Regions from separate parts of the Sus scrofa genome. Here region 2 is linked to region 1. Evidence: chromatin contacts called from public Hi-C data. All regions are on one chromosome and are shown on one strand. Each heading gives the region's core, a stretch centred on a gene start, on an enhancer-like site or on the middle of the called end of the contact. The rest is flanking DNA. Distances are from core to core; before and after follow the strand shown.

Region 1 (5,593 bases), core at 1,774-4,273:
AGAGAAGTACACTTTCTCAGTGTACTTGAGCAAAGTCCCTTTCTTTAGGCTCTGATACTTGCGAAGTGCATGCCATGGTTTCCTGGCTGATCATATGAACATAGAGAGTCTGGCTCGACTTGCTTTTAAGACAAATAGTCGAATTCTTAGTCTGGTCAAGGCTGGTTTCGGGATCTGGTGATTCATTTACAGGATGTCCTGGCCTTTGAGTTAAATGTTAGCACAACATTTTAGGTAAAATTTACATGCTAATATTAGAAAAGGTAACATCCACTGCCTTCATTAACTCGTAGTCAAGGAAACTAATACCAGAGAACAATTACCAGAACTTAAAAAAAGTTTAATTATAGCCTCCATTCTAATCAGGAGGAAGCAGTCTAGACATCTCTGTATAAACCTGGAAGCAAATGAGTGGAATCCACTTTACCACATTCCTTTGGTTTAATTTTTCAGGTCTACAGAATGGGCTCTCTTTCTGCTTTGCAAAAGTGACTCCATTTTAAGGCATCTATATGCAAACCACACAACATTGCTCTTCCTCCTGAAGGGCAGATATAGGTCTGTGAAGTGACCAAATTTAGAGCAACTGGCTTGGAACTTGCCCTGCACTGGAGACTAAGCCCTTCGACTTTCTTTAAAGGCCAGATATCAGTCTCCTTTTAAAAACAAAGGAAAGGGATTCTGATTCTGGGTAGTTTATACTTTGTGTCTTTTAAAAAGAAATTAGTTTTATTTAAAATGCGCCCTTTTAAATCTAAGATCTGGGTCTACTTTTAGAAACAGATAACACTCTGAAATTTCATTTTTGGTCCTCCTCTATCAGGGTACCATGGCAACCAGGGCATTTTGAAAAAGCAGGCATCTGCTTCTGGTATCTAATGGAGGTAGATGGGAACACCACCAAAGGAGGAGAGAAAAACAGGTACAGTGATTAGAGCGACCTTGCTAAGCGTCTCTCAGTGCTGGAGTATCCTCCAGCCAAGTGAAAGACGTGGGAAAAACCCAAGGTAACTACTCAGTATTTAAAAAAGAAGAAGATAAATCACCTCTTATACACAGTTTCAAAGAGGAAAGGCTAAAAAACAAAACTAAACAAGACACGGGGCTTTTGAAGGCTCTGGGTCAGGGCACCGGGCAGGGGCCCGTTCTGTCTGCAGCCCTGTCTTTCCACACTGTGTGGCGGCGGCGGCAGGAAATGTTTGGCGGATGCAACTGTGCAAACTGAGATGTGGCAAAAGGGCGAGCTACCAGCCTAATCCCGGGGCTCCCTGGCTGCCGAGCTTCCTATCTGGAGAGCTGGCAGGATGCGGAGTCCCTTGGGCCTTCCCCGTTGGTCTGGACTGGAGGAGGCGTGCGGAGCCTAGAGCCATCTCTCCGCCCTCACCTGCAGGTGGCTGACGATGCAGTATGGCTCCGGCTTGTGAAGCCCGCAGGTCGAGGTCACCGAGAGCTTCTGCGCTCGGCCGATGAGAAGGTCGCCGGTGGCCGGGTAGCAGCTGCCCTCCGCGCAGCCGTAGCTGAACTCGGGTTCTTGAGCGCTCACTTGGGCTCCGCATAGGGCTGTGGAAGGGGCAGACAACAGCATAGGGCACAAGCAGAGAGCGGGAGTCCCAGCCATAGGAAAGGCAGGGGCGGGGACAGAGTAGATTCAGAAAAACGCAGAATACACAGAAAAGAAACACAATGGAGAGATGAGCGAGGCCGGGGAAGGCAGGATGTGGACAGGAGGATACAGAACCAAACAGAACAAACGAACATCAGGTTTGCCCAGCAGTGGACAGCACTGGTCCCTGGAAACCCACCCACACTCGCGCCCACCCTGATCTGTCCCGGGAAGCAGCATCAGCCACACAAGGTGGAGGGGCAGACCGGCCACTTGGAGGTGCCTGCACCTGGGCTCAGGGAGGCAGATGGCCAAACACCACACGCCTGCACGCGGTTGGCAGCCTGTGCATCCTCGGTGTCTGCGCAATTGCGCACACAGAAATTTATGAGTGGAGGGGCTAGTGTGTGTGTGCACGCTCAGAGGTTGCAGGCACTTCGCCGGGGGAAGAGAGATGCTGGGGCTCGCCGGTGACGCCACTTTCTCGAGGGATGAGTGGACAGTCCCTGCGGCTTTGGATCGGCTTCAACAATTCGTCATTCCAGGGAAGCTCCCCGTCCAGCTGTTTCTGGCGCCATCCGGGGGCAAACGGCGATGGTTAATTAAAGCCACATGGCCCCAATCTGTTCCCAGGACTTACTTAGTCTGTGCTCAGCTTGGGCACTTTTCCGGGAAATGGGCTCCTGGAGAGCCCTCCGCACCATGGAGAACGATCCCAGCAATGGAGAGACCCACCGAGAAAGGGCCAGAGGTGCAAAGCACAGATCAGTGACCGCGGGAGCACCGGGAGCTCTGGGCACAGCCCCTGGGGAAGCGGTCGGTCGCCCGAGATCCTCGCGCGCAGCCCTCGGCCACCACCGAGGGAGCTGTTGTTTAATTCCAGCGCAGAATTGCCACCCAGTCCCTCTCCTGATCCCCCCGGCTTCCACGAAGCTGGGTCCAACCGCTTGGTTTTTCTTCTTCCACGTCTAAGCCCACCACCCCCTCCCCACCTCTTCCTCGGAATTACCTAGGAAACTCAGCGCGAACACCTGGAGCCGCCCCATGTCCAGTGCCTGCAACCGAGGGGACACGGCAGAGGAGGGGAGGACACCGCCGCCGAGCCGCCGGCTCTTTTTCCCCGTCTTCCTTTCTGGAGATGTGGAGAGAAAAAAGGCAAATGTTCAGAGAGAGGAGAGCGGCCCTCGCATTTCCTGCCGCTCCCACGGAAGCAGGGGGTGGGAGAGTGGGAAGAGAAAAATCGAGCCGCCACTTTGTTCTGCTCACCCGGCAGGACGAGCGCTCTCCCGGCGCCTGGCAGCCCCGGAGCCCAAAGAAGGGAATTAGAAAGTTTCGCCCTGGGAGGAACCTAGGGAGGCGCCTTTTGCTCATGCGCACACCGGGAGCCGGGCGGAGGGGGCGGGTGCCCCCTACTTGGCGGGGAGTGGGTGAGGTCCAGATCCCACCCTCCCCCGTACCTCTTTTGTTTTAAGGCTGCATCTGCGGACGCGATGGGGTTGTGGCTCTTCCCATTCCCAGCGCAGGCTGCCTCCGGGTGAGCGTCCCGAGCAGTGCGCTGGGGGCGGGAGGCGTCCGGGCTGGTCCGGGAGGTAGGTGTCTGCTCACGGGCGAGGGGGCTGGTCCGGACCTACCGCGAGCTCGTGCATTTACATTTGTAAGGAGTGAGTCACGTAAAGGTGCCCAATGCTGTAAACTCTCTCTGAGCGCTCGGGCAAGGCCAGTTAACCCTTTAGAAAGCCGGTTGTCTGGTTTGTTCCTGAGAAGCGAAGCCCGAAACGCCTGGTATCGCTGAGGCTGAGCTCGACATCTGATGTCTTCATTCGAAGGAAGTGCTCTCGGCTACGCACCAACTTAGGACGAGCCTGGAGCTCCTGCCACCCAGGTGGCCACCGCATTGAATTACCCATCTACTTTTTACCCCAATCCAGATAGATGGCTTCAATTCAGGTAATTTCTCGAATGATACTGTTGGTAGTGATGCTTTTTCTCATCTCACCATGAAAGGGTGGGCTCAGCCGCTCACCTGGAGGTCTCTAGTGAGATGTACTCCTCCACGAAGCACAGTCTAGCAAATCCTCCAGAGGAACTCCGCGGTGTACAGATGGTGAGGTGGGTGATGGGTCCGCTAAGGACGGGTCTCCAGCAGCAATGTGGTTGATCTGTCTAGTTAAATAAGGGGTAAATACGCTCTGACCCAGCTCCTGGGGGATGGAGAGGGAAGAAAGGCTGGTGGTGTGATTCCCCCTTCCTGCGAATTAGCCCACTTCTGCTGCCTTAGCAATGGATGGAATCAGACCTTGAGCTCTATTTTGTCCTCTGGACAAAAGTACCCCCCCCAACCCCCACCTCTGAGAAGGGAGAATAGTTAGTTGTTAATCCAGTCAGGAGATTTTGTTCTCTAATTAATCATCCCGGGGGGAAGGGTTTAAGTGGCCAGTTGGTAGGCATTTAACTTAGCTGTAATGAGATAGGGCCCAGGAAGTTTAATCATTAGACCATAGAGTAAGCTGCTTTTTGAGTTTATCTCATCGTTTCCACTGAGGGAGGCCGCAGCCTCAGGTCTTGGTGATATATTAATTATTCACCTAATCAGCACTTGCCCTGCTGCAACCTGGGGAGATTTTTGCCTCCGTCCAATGCTCAGGCTCCTTGGGGCTGTGGCTCAGCAGCCCTGAGCACTGAATGCTCTTGTGAGGGTCCAAGATTTTGATGGAGGGTCTTCAGAATTTTTTATTTTTTTATTTTTTATTTTTTTTATTTTTTGTCCTTTTGTCGTTTCTAGGGCGGCACCCACAGCATATGGAGGTTCCCAGGCTAGGGGGTCTGTTGGAGCTGTAGCCGCCAGCCTACGCCAGAGCCACAGCAACTCGGGATCCGAGCCATGTCTGCAACCTACACCACAGCTCACGGCAACGCCGGATCGTTAACCCGCTGAGCAAGGCCAGGGATTGAACCTGCAACCTCATCGTTCCTAGACGGATTCGTTAACCACTGAGCCACGACGGGAACTCCAAAACTTAATTTTTTAAAAAAGATTCACAGGCAAATGTCTGTCCCTCTGTGGAACTTTTGATACCTCGGGCCAACATTGCTTACAGTTTCTCATCCATACACATTGCAGGCAATGTTCGCTGCGGCCTCTGCTGGGAGACCAGCCTCTGACCTCACAGCAGTAGAGCCGTCGCAGCTGCTTGGCAATTCTGTCTGTCCCTGGCTGGAGTCCTCTCCTCCTAGAGGACAAGCGCCTTCAACACCCTTCTAACATCCCTGTTCTCCTTACCTTTCCACTTTCAGTAGCAAACAACACTGCTGGAAAAATCAGGTGTGTAGGGTTTTGTTTTTACGTGTATATATTCAAGGATACGGTTGGTGGGGTTTAATAACTCTTCTTCTGAGCACTCCATCTATGAATTTATCTGTCTCTATTCCTACTCTTCTTATACTTCTGCCCTGAAAATTGTGCCCTCCTCTCACCTCCTGGGAGCAATGCTGTCACATGCAAACCTGCTGATTTCCCCCAACTTAAGGGGGGAACCCCAAACACTTTATTCTGCACATCTACTCCTTTCCTCCCTTTGACTTCCTAGCCCAGGTTCTTGAGCGGACAGTCTGCACTCACTCGGTTTCTTCCTGGTTTCTCCTCCATCTCCGTGTCAGAAGGCTTCCATCTCCACCACTGGTCTCAGTAACGACGCTCAACCCTCAAACTGCCGCACGCAATGGATATTCTATTTGAACATTTTTTGGCATGGGTTTCGCATGATTCCACCTTCTTGAGACTTTTCCTTGGCTCCCAGGACACAATTCCCTGGGACTAAAAAACTCTCCCACAGGACTGACACCCCCCACCTCGTCCCCTATTCCATTTCTCTTTCCATCCCCTGATCCCTTACACGTTAGTGCTCCCAAAGGGTCTGTCTCCAGCTTTTCCCTCTTCCCTCTACACATTTTCTTTGTATCTTTTTTGGGGGTTGGGGGGCTGCACTTGCA
Region 2 (6,238 bases), core at 833-3,332, 39 kb after region 1:
GGGTTGGGGGAAATGGGGACCTGTTGGTCAAAGGGCAAGAGCTTCCAGTTATAAGATGAATGGGTTCTGGGCATTGATAATATTGTATATAGGAGTAGATCCTTTTTTTAATATTTAAAAAAATTTTTTAAAATATTTATTGGAGTCTAGTTGACTTACAAAGTTTGGTTAGTTTCAGGTGTACACCAAAGTGAATCAGTTATACATATACGTATACATATCCGCTCCTTTTCAGATACTTTTCCCACATAGGTTATTACAGAGTATTGGGTAGATTTCCCCGTGCTATACAGGTCTTTGTTACTTACCTCTTTTATATACAGTAGTGTGTATATGTCAGTCCCAACCTCCTAATTTATTCCTCCCCCTATGTTTCCCCTTTGGTAACCATTAGTTTGGATAAGCCGCCTGAGTCAATCTTCAGCATCATCACCACAAAAAGAAAAGAGTGGAGGATGAAGTGGTGGATGTGTTCATTGTGGTTGTCATTTCACACATATCCATGCCCAGCACAGCCTCACGTTGTACACTTTTAGTATATGCAGTTCTGTTTGTCAACCACACTTCAACAAAGCTGGGAAAATGCACAGACTAGATACCTGCCATTCTTCTTATCTTGTCCTCTGTATCTCCAGCCAAACTTGCTGCTGCATCTTTGAGCTGTTTCACTTTCCCCAGTGTTTCCTTTGTCAGTCCAGCAGGGCTTGTCTCATGCTGAAGAATGGCATATTGATTTTTGAGCTCCACAGACTCCTGTAACAGAGCAACACTTTCATCACTAGAAAATATTAACAAAGCATGTACACATGTGTGATGTTTGCCTGATACTGTTTACAAAAGGAATAAGAGGAAACTGTAATCTAGTCATTATGCGCCTGAGTCACTCTGATATTTCTGACAAGGCTTTTATTTGCAGGGTTTTTTTTTTTTTTTTTTTTTTTTTCAGGTTGAAAAAATTCTCAGCTGTAGTTGGTCAAAAGTCATATTTCTCTGTTATAAAATATCAAGCATTATTCCACGTTAAGGCAAGTATTTATGAGGCACCAATTTGTCCTGAACAATGTTAAGGTCAGAGATAGAGAAGACAGAACGGATCCAGTGCTACCCTAAGAGGTTTGGTTCAGCTGGGTTGACTGGTTTCAAGTGCAAGGTGAAGGTCAGAGGGAGCAAGGACCTTTTATTTGCTTGGCCCCAAGATGAGAGTGGAATGAGGCAAGAAGAGAGGCAGGAAGTTAGGAAGGGCTCCCTGAGTATCAGAATGAAAATCTTCAGGGTCGGCCTGAGTGGCTGTCATCCTATTATGTTAAACAGATAAACATGTGTCTGATGCAGGACCAGAACACCGAGGTGGGAGAGGGTGGGCAGGGAGAGCCTTTGTCAGCCTCTGCCCCATAAAAAAATGTCCCCAACACCCAAGTCAGTGGAAAACGTACCCAGCACATTAGGAATCAAGAACAAGAGAATCCACTAATTGGAAAAACACTCAACCAATTTCTTTGGCTGAAGCTGCTGTATTAACGCTGCCAACCAAAGATTCCCTGCTAAGAAAATGAGCTGATGGTTTCTTTCAGCAACCAAAACGAATAGGCCATTTTCACAACTGTTTCATAAACTCATTCTGATTTTCGTAACTTGATCTGTTCTTTGGCTGAGGACTTTCACTTCTTTTCTTTATCTTTTATGTCATTTAATTAGCATGCAGGGCAAACACAAGATATACCCATGACATAAATTGGAAATGTTTGGAAGTTTAGGAGACATTTGACCCAGATACCACTAGCAATGCAGGATTGGGGGTAAACACTCTAACATAATTTGGCCAAAAACTTGTCTTTTCTGCAGACAGCCCTCTACTTACAGAGAGGGCTCTGTGCCCAGCGGGGTCCCTACAAACATACACCACAGATCATAGAGCTGGCACTAAAGGAAATGCTGACAAAAGGCACACAAATCTGGGGTTTAGGGATTATCCTTCAAAGAAGCACTGTTTGTCTGCTTTTGGTGGAGGGGTGGGACTAATGACCTCCTCAAGGCCCCCAGCTTGGCGCCGGGCCGCTTCGGCCCGAGCCCGCACACACATGGCCTCGTCCTGGTTCCTCTGCAACTTGTTCTGCAGCCCAGCAAGTCTGCTCTCCAGCACTGACCACTGCTTTACCAGGTCCAGCCTGTTCTTCGTCTCCTGGGCTTGATTTGCAACCTGTTGTTGATTGGAAAACAAGGAAGGAGAAAAGTCTCTTTATGCAACAAACAAGAAAATAAGTAATGTAATTACCCATCCCCAAATAAGTTAGGTGTAAAAGGAAAATTGTTCCTTTGCGTTTTCATTAAAAAGTTATGAAATATTTCAGACAGACAAGGGAGCCTAAGAGAAAAGATAGCATATATCCATGTACCCTTCAGCCAGCTTAAGAATAAACCAAGGCCCTGGGGGTACCACCCCCCTTATATCTCTTCTATTTCCCCCAAGGGTAACCAATACCCTGAATCTAATATTGGCCATTCCATGTACTGCTACGTGCCTTTTAGGCTATCTTATTCATATACAACCACATACTGTATTTTCTACTTTTTTTTTTTTTTTTTTGGTCTTTTTGCCATTTCTGGGGCCACTCTCGCAGCATATGGAGGTTCCCAGGCTAGGGGTCGAATTGGAGCTGTAGCCACTGGCCTATGCCAGAGCCACAGCAACGCGGGATCCGAGCCACGTCTGCAACCTACACCACAGCTCATGGCAACGCCGGATCGTTAACCCACTGAGCAAGGCCAGGGGTCGAACCTGCAACCTCATGGTTCCTAGTTGGATTCGTTAACCACTGAGCCACGACAGGAACTCCCCTGTATTTTCTACTTTAAAACATTATACAGGGAGTTCCCATCGTGGTGCAGTGGTTAACAAATCCGACTAGGAACCATGAGGTTGCGGGTTCGATCCCTGCCCTTGCTCAGTGGGTTAACGATCCGGCGTTGCCGTGAGCTGTGGTGTAGGTTGCAGACGCAGCTCGGATCCCGCGTTGCTGTGGCTCTGGCGTAGGCCGGTGGCTACAGCTCCGATTCGACCCCTAGCCTGGGAACCTCCATATGCCGCGGGAGCAGCCCAAGAAATAGCAACAACAACAACAACAACAACAAAAAAGACAAAAGAAGAAAAAAAATTGTACAAACATTATCCAGTGTATTTCTGCAACTTGCATTTTTTAATTCAAAATTATGCTTGTACAGGTCACCTAAGTTAATTTGCCTAACTCTGGTTTATTCATTTTTACCAATTTAAAGTATTCTGTTGTTTGAAGAAACAAAAATTTATTTTTCTTTCTTTCTTTTGGCTGCGCCTGTGGCATGTGGAAGTTCCCCGGCAAGGGACTGAACCCACGCCACAGCAGCAACCTAAGGCACGGCAGTGACAATGTTGGGCCTTTAACCCATTAGGCCACCCTGGAACTCCTCCCAATTTATTTTTCTATTTTCTGTGGAGGCAGGTGGCTTCTAATTTTTTTTGTCTGTTATAAGCAATAATGAACACCTTATAATTGTTTCTTATTTCAGTGACTAAACTTGTCATATCTAGAAGTAAAGTCTGACTGGTCATTTGTTATCTCTTGTCCCTTGTTCTTTGGTCAACCTTTCATGCCTTCTTCGATTATCTCAAACATAATAATCATTGCCATTTTGGGTTTTTTTGTTTGTTTGCTTTGGGGTTTTTTTTTTGTTTTTTTGTTTTTGTCTTTTCTAGGGCTGCTCCTGAGGCATATGGAGGTTCCCAGGTTAGGGGTCTAATAGGAGCTGTTGCTGCCAGCCTACACCACAGCCACAGCAACGCGGGATCCAATCTGTGTTTGACCTACACCACAGCTCACAGCAATGCCAGATCTTAACCCACTGAGCGAGGCCAGGGATCAAACCCGTAACCTCTTGGTTAACCAGTTGGATTCGTTAACCACTGAGCCACAATGGGAACTCCAATAATCACTGTCATTTTGTATTGAATATCCAATCACAGGAGTATCCACTGTCTCCTGCATTCTGATTCTCGTTTACTGTTTCTGATGACTCTTGCTTTTTTCTGTGTCTGGGGGAGTCCTTTGACACCTGGTTTTAAGGTGCATTCCTTTGGAAAGGGTTTCTCATCTATCCAGCATCTGAGGGCCCTGCCAACCCAGGACCATTTTAAATGACATTTTTAGTTTGGTTTGTGGGCGGTCACCCACGTATTGTGACTTCTAGCCCTATCTCACCTGACAGCCAGCTCGTGGTTAGTAATTCTTAGTGAAGACTTTCCGCCGCCAAGCAGAGGCTAATGTCTTTTCTCTCTCTTTTTCTCTCTCTGTCCTTCCTTCCATCCTTCTCTCACTGTAATAACTTACATCTCCCTGAGGGTTGCCTTTTGGGGTCATCGTTCCGTGTAAGGGTCCCATCCCCTCCTTGCATGGGCTTTGTTTTCTCCCTGTTTTTTGTTTTTGTTTTTTTTTGTTTTTTGTTTTTGTTTGTTTGTTTGTTTGTTTTTGCCATTTCTAGGGCTGCTCCTGCGGCGTCTGGAGGTTCCCGGGCCAGGGGTCAAATTGGAGCTGTAGCCACCGGCCTACACCAGAGCCACAGCAATGCGGGATCCGAGCTACATCTGCAACCCACACCACAGCTCACTGCAACACCGGTTCCCTAACCCACTGAGCAAGGGCAGGGATCGAACCTGCAACCTCATGGTTCCTAGTCGCATTTGTCAACCACTGAGCCACGACGGGAACTCCTGTTTTTTTCCTGTTTTGCATGGCAGCTATCATGACCAGAAGTTCTAATATACCAGGGATTGGAGAGGCCCTCTGCCTGCTGTCAAGTTCCTGCTTGATTACCTCTCTGGAGCTTGCTTTTCTGTCATTTTGGCCTCTGAAGATTCCCTCCATTTCTTACTAATTCAGCTATGCATTAATAAATTGTGAAAATATCGTATCTGAGATATTCAAGGTTTTTTTCCTACTAAGAGGGGTGCTTGGTATTCTGGTCCACCATGTCGTTAGAAATGGAAGCCCCTGCCTGTGCCCTTGGGCACATGTATGAAATTTTTAGAGTAGGAATCTGCAAGCTTTTTCTGTCAAGGGCCAGACAGTAAATGTTTTATACTTTGTGGTCCACAAAGTCTCTGCTGCAGCCATGCAATTCTGTGCCGTCGTGGCACCAAAGCATCCATGGGCAATATGTGGCTGGATTCCAATGTGATTTGTGACTTTGGATACAACAACAGTTGGTGCATCCATTTGGCTCCTGGGCTGTATTTTGCCAACCCTTGTTCTAGAGTAGAATGCTTAGGAGGGGACAACCGGGAGATCTTTATTTTTCTGCTTCTTGATATAGGCAACCTCATCCTATCCAAGCTTTGAATTTTCTGGTGCTCTACTTCCTGTACTGGGGCTTTCTGCTTTTCTTCTCAAGACGCGTGCATTTAAAATCTAAAACTCCGATGAAGAACAGACACTGAGAAACTCACAATCTGCTGGGAATGGGTTACGGAGCCTGGGAGAAAGACCCGTCCATCACAGACTCTCAGACTAGGTCCTGTTCTGATCTCCAATTGCCAGGCTTCCTCTTCCATGGCTAAACCATGGTTTTATTCCTATCAAACTCTGGGTGGAACCCTTTCTTTGGGGTAGGATCTTCTTTCAGTCTTAGGATATCCTGATGTGATCTTATGCAAGTTTAGTTATAAAAAGCTGTTAACAATTCACTTAATTTTTTTGGGGAAGCGAGCTTTCAAACATCTGTTACTGAGGTTCCTGCTATGACACAGTGGGTTAAGAATCTGACTGCAATGGCTCGGGTTGCTGTGGAGATGTGGATTCCATCCCTATCCTGGTGCAGTGGGTTAAAGGACTCGGCATTGCCTTTGGCTCAGATTCAATCCCTGGCCTGGGAATTTCTATATGCAGTGGGTGTGGCCATTTAAAAAAAAAAAAAACTCGGAGTTTCCATGTGGCTCAGCAGGTTAAGAACCCAACTAGTACCCATGGGGATGAGGGTTAGACCCCTGGCCTCACTCAGTAGCTTAATGATCTGGCGTTGCCACAAGCTGCAGTATAGGTTCCAAATGCACCTCAGATCTGGTGTTGCTGTGGCTATGGTGTAGACCAGCAACTGCAGCTCTGATTCGACCCCTAGCCAGGGATCCATATGCTATGGGTGCGGCCCTAAAAAAAAATCTATTACTTTCCCTGGTATCAGAAGAGAGAAACTCTGGCCTCAAATCTATCAT

Evidence for each region. Hi-C and Micro-C count contacts between places; a contact is called where the count stands out from the background.
Region 2: a contact with region 1 is called in a Hi-C map of fetal skeletal muscle, with 1.5 times the contacts expected there. The contact joins the enhancer-like site here to the promoter of LAMB1 in region 1. A contact is called at or near these places in 1 of 5 promoter capture datasets (liver), 1 of 47 Hi-C or Micro-C datasets (fetal skeletal muscle) and 2 of 2 datasets of contacts at active chromatin or transcription factors (alveolar macrophages and skeletal muscle).

Annotation. Positions count from the first base shown.
Region 1 is chr9:107,744,219-107,749,811 of Sscrofa11.1, forward strand. It overlaps LAMB1 (laminin subunit beta-1), which reads right to left and starts at 3,024. Exons shown (of 35, transcript XM_003130269.5): 1 at 2,870-3,024; 2 at 2,613-2,735; 3 at 1,385-1,560. The coding sequence starts at 2,649.
Region 2 is chr9:107,783,824-107,790,061 of Sscrofa11.1, forward strand. It overlaps LAMB4 (laminin subunit beta-4), which reads right to left. Exons shown (of 36, transcript XM_021063522.1): 34 at 2,024-2,197; 35 at 600-753. Among named protein-coding and RNA genes, the nearest start is that of LAMB1, 40 kb to the left of the region's middle. Within about 2 kb of position 2,083, at least 10 of the 83 cell types and tissues checked have an H3K27ac peak or open chromatin away from gene starts, as enhancers often do. A contact at or near this core is called in fetal skeletal muscle and liver, where this site is marked.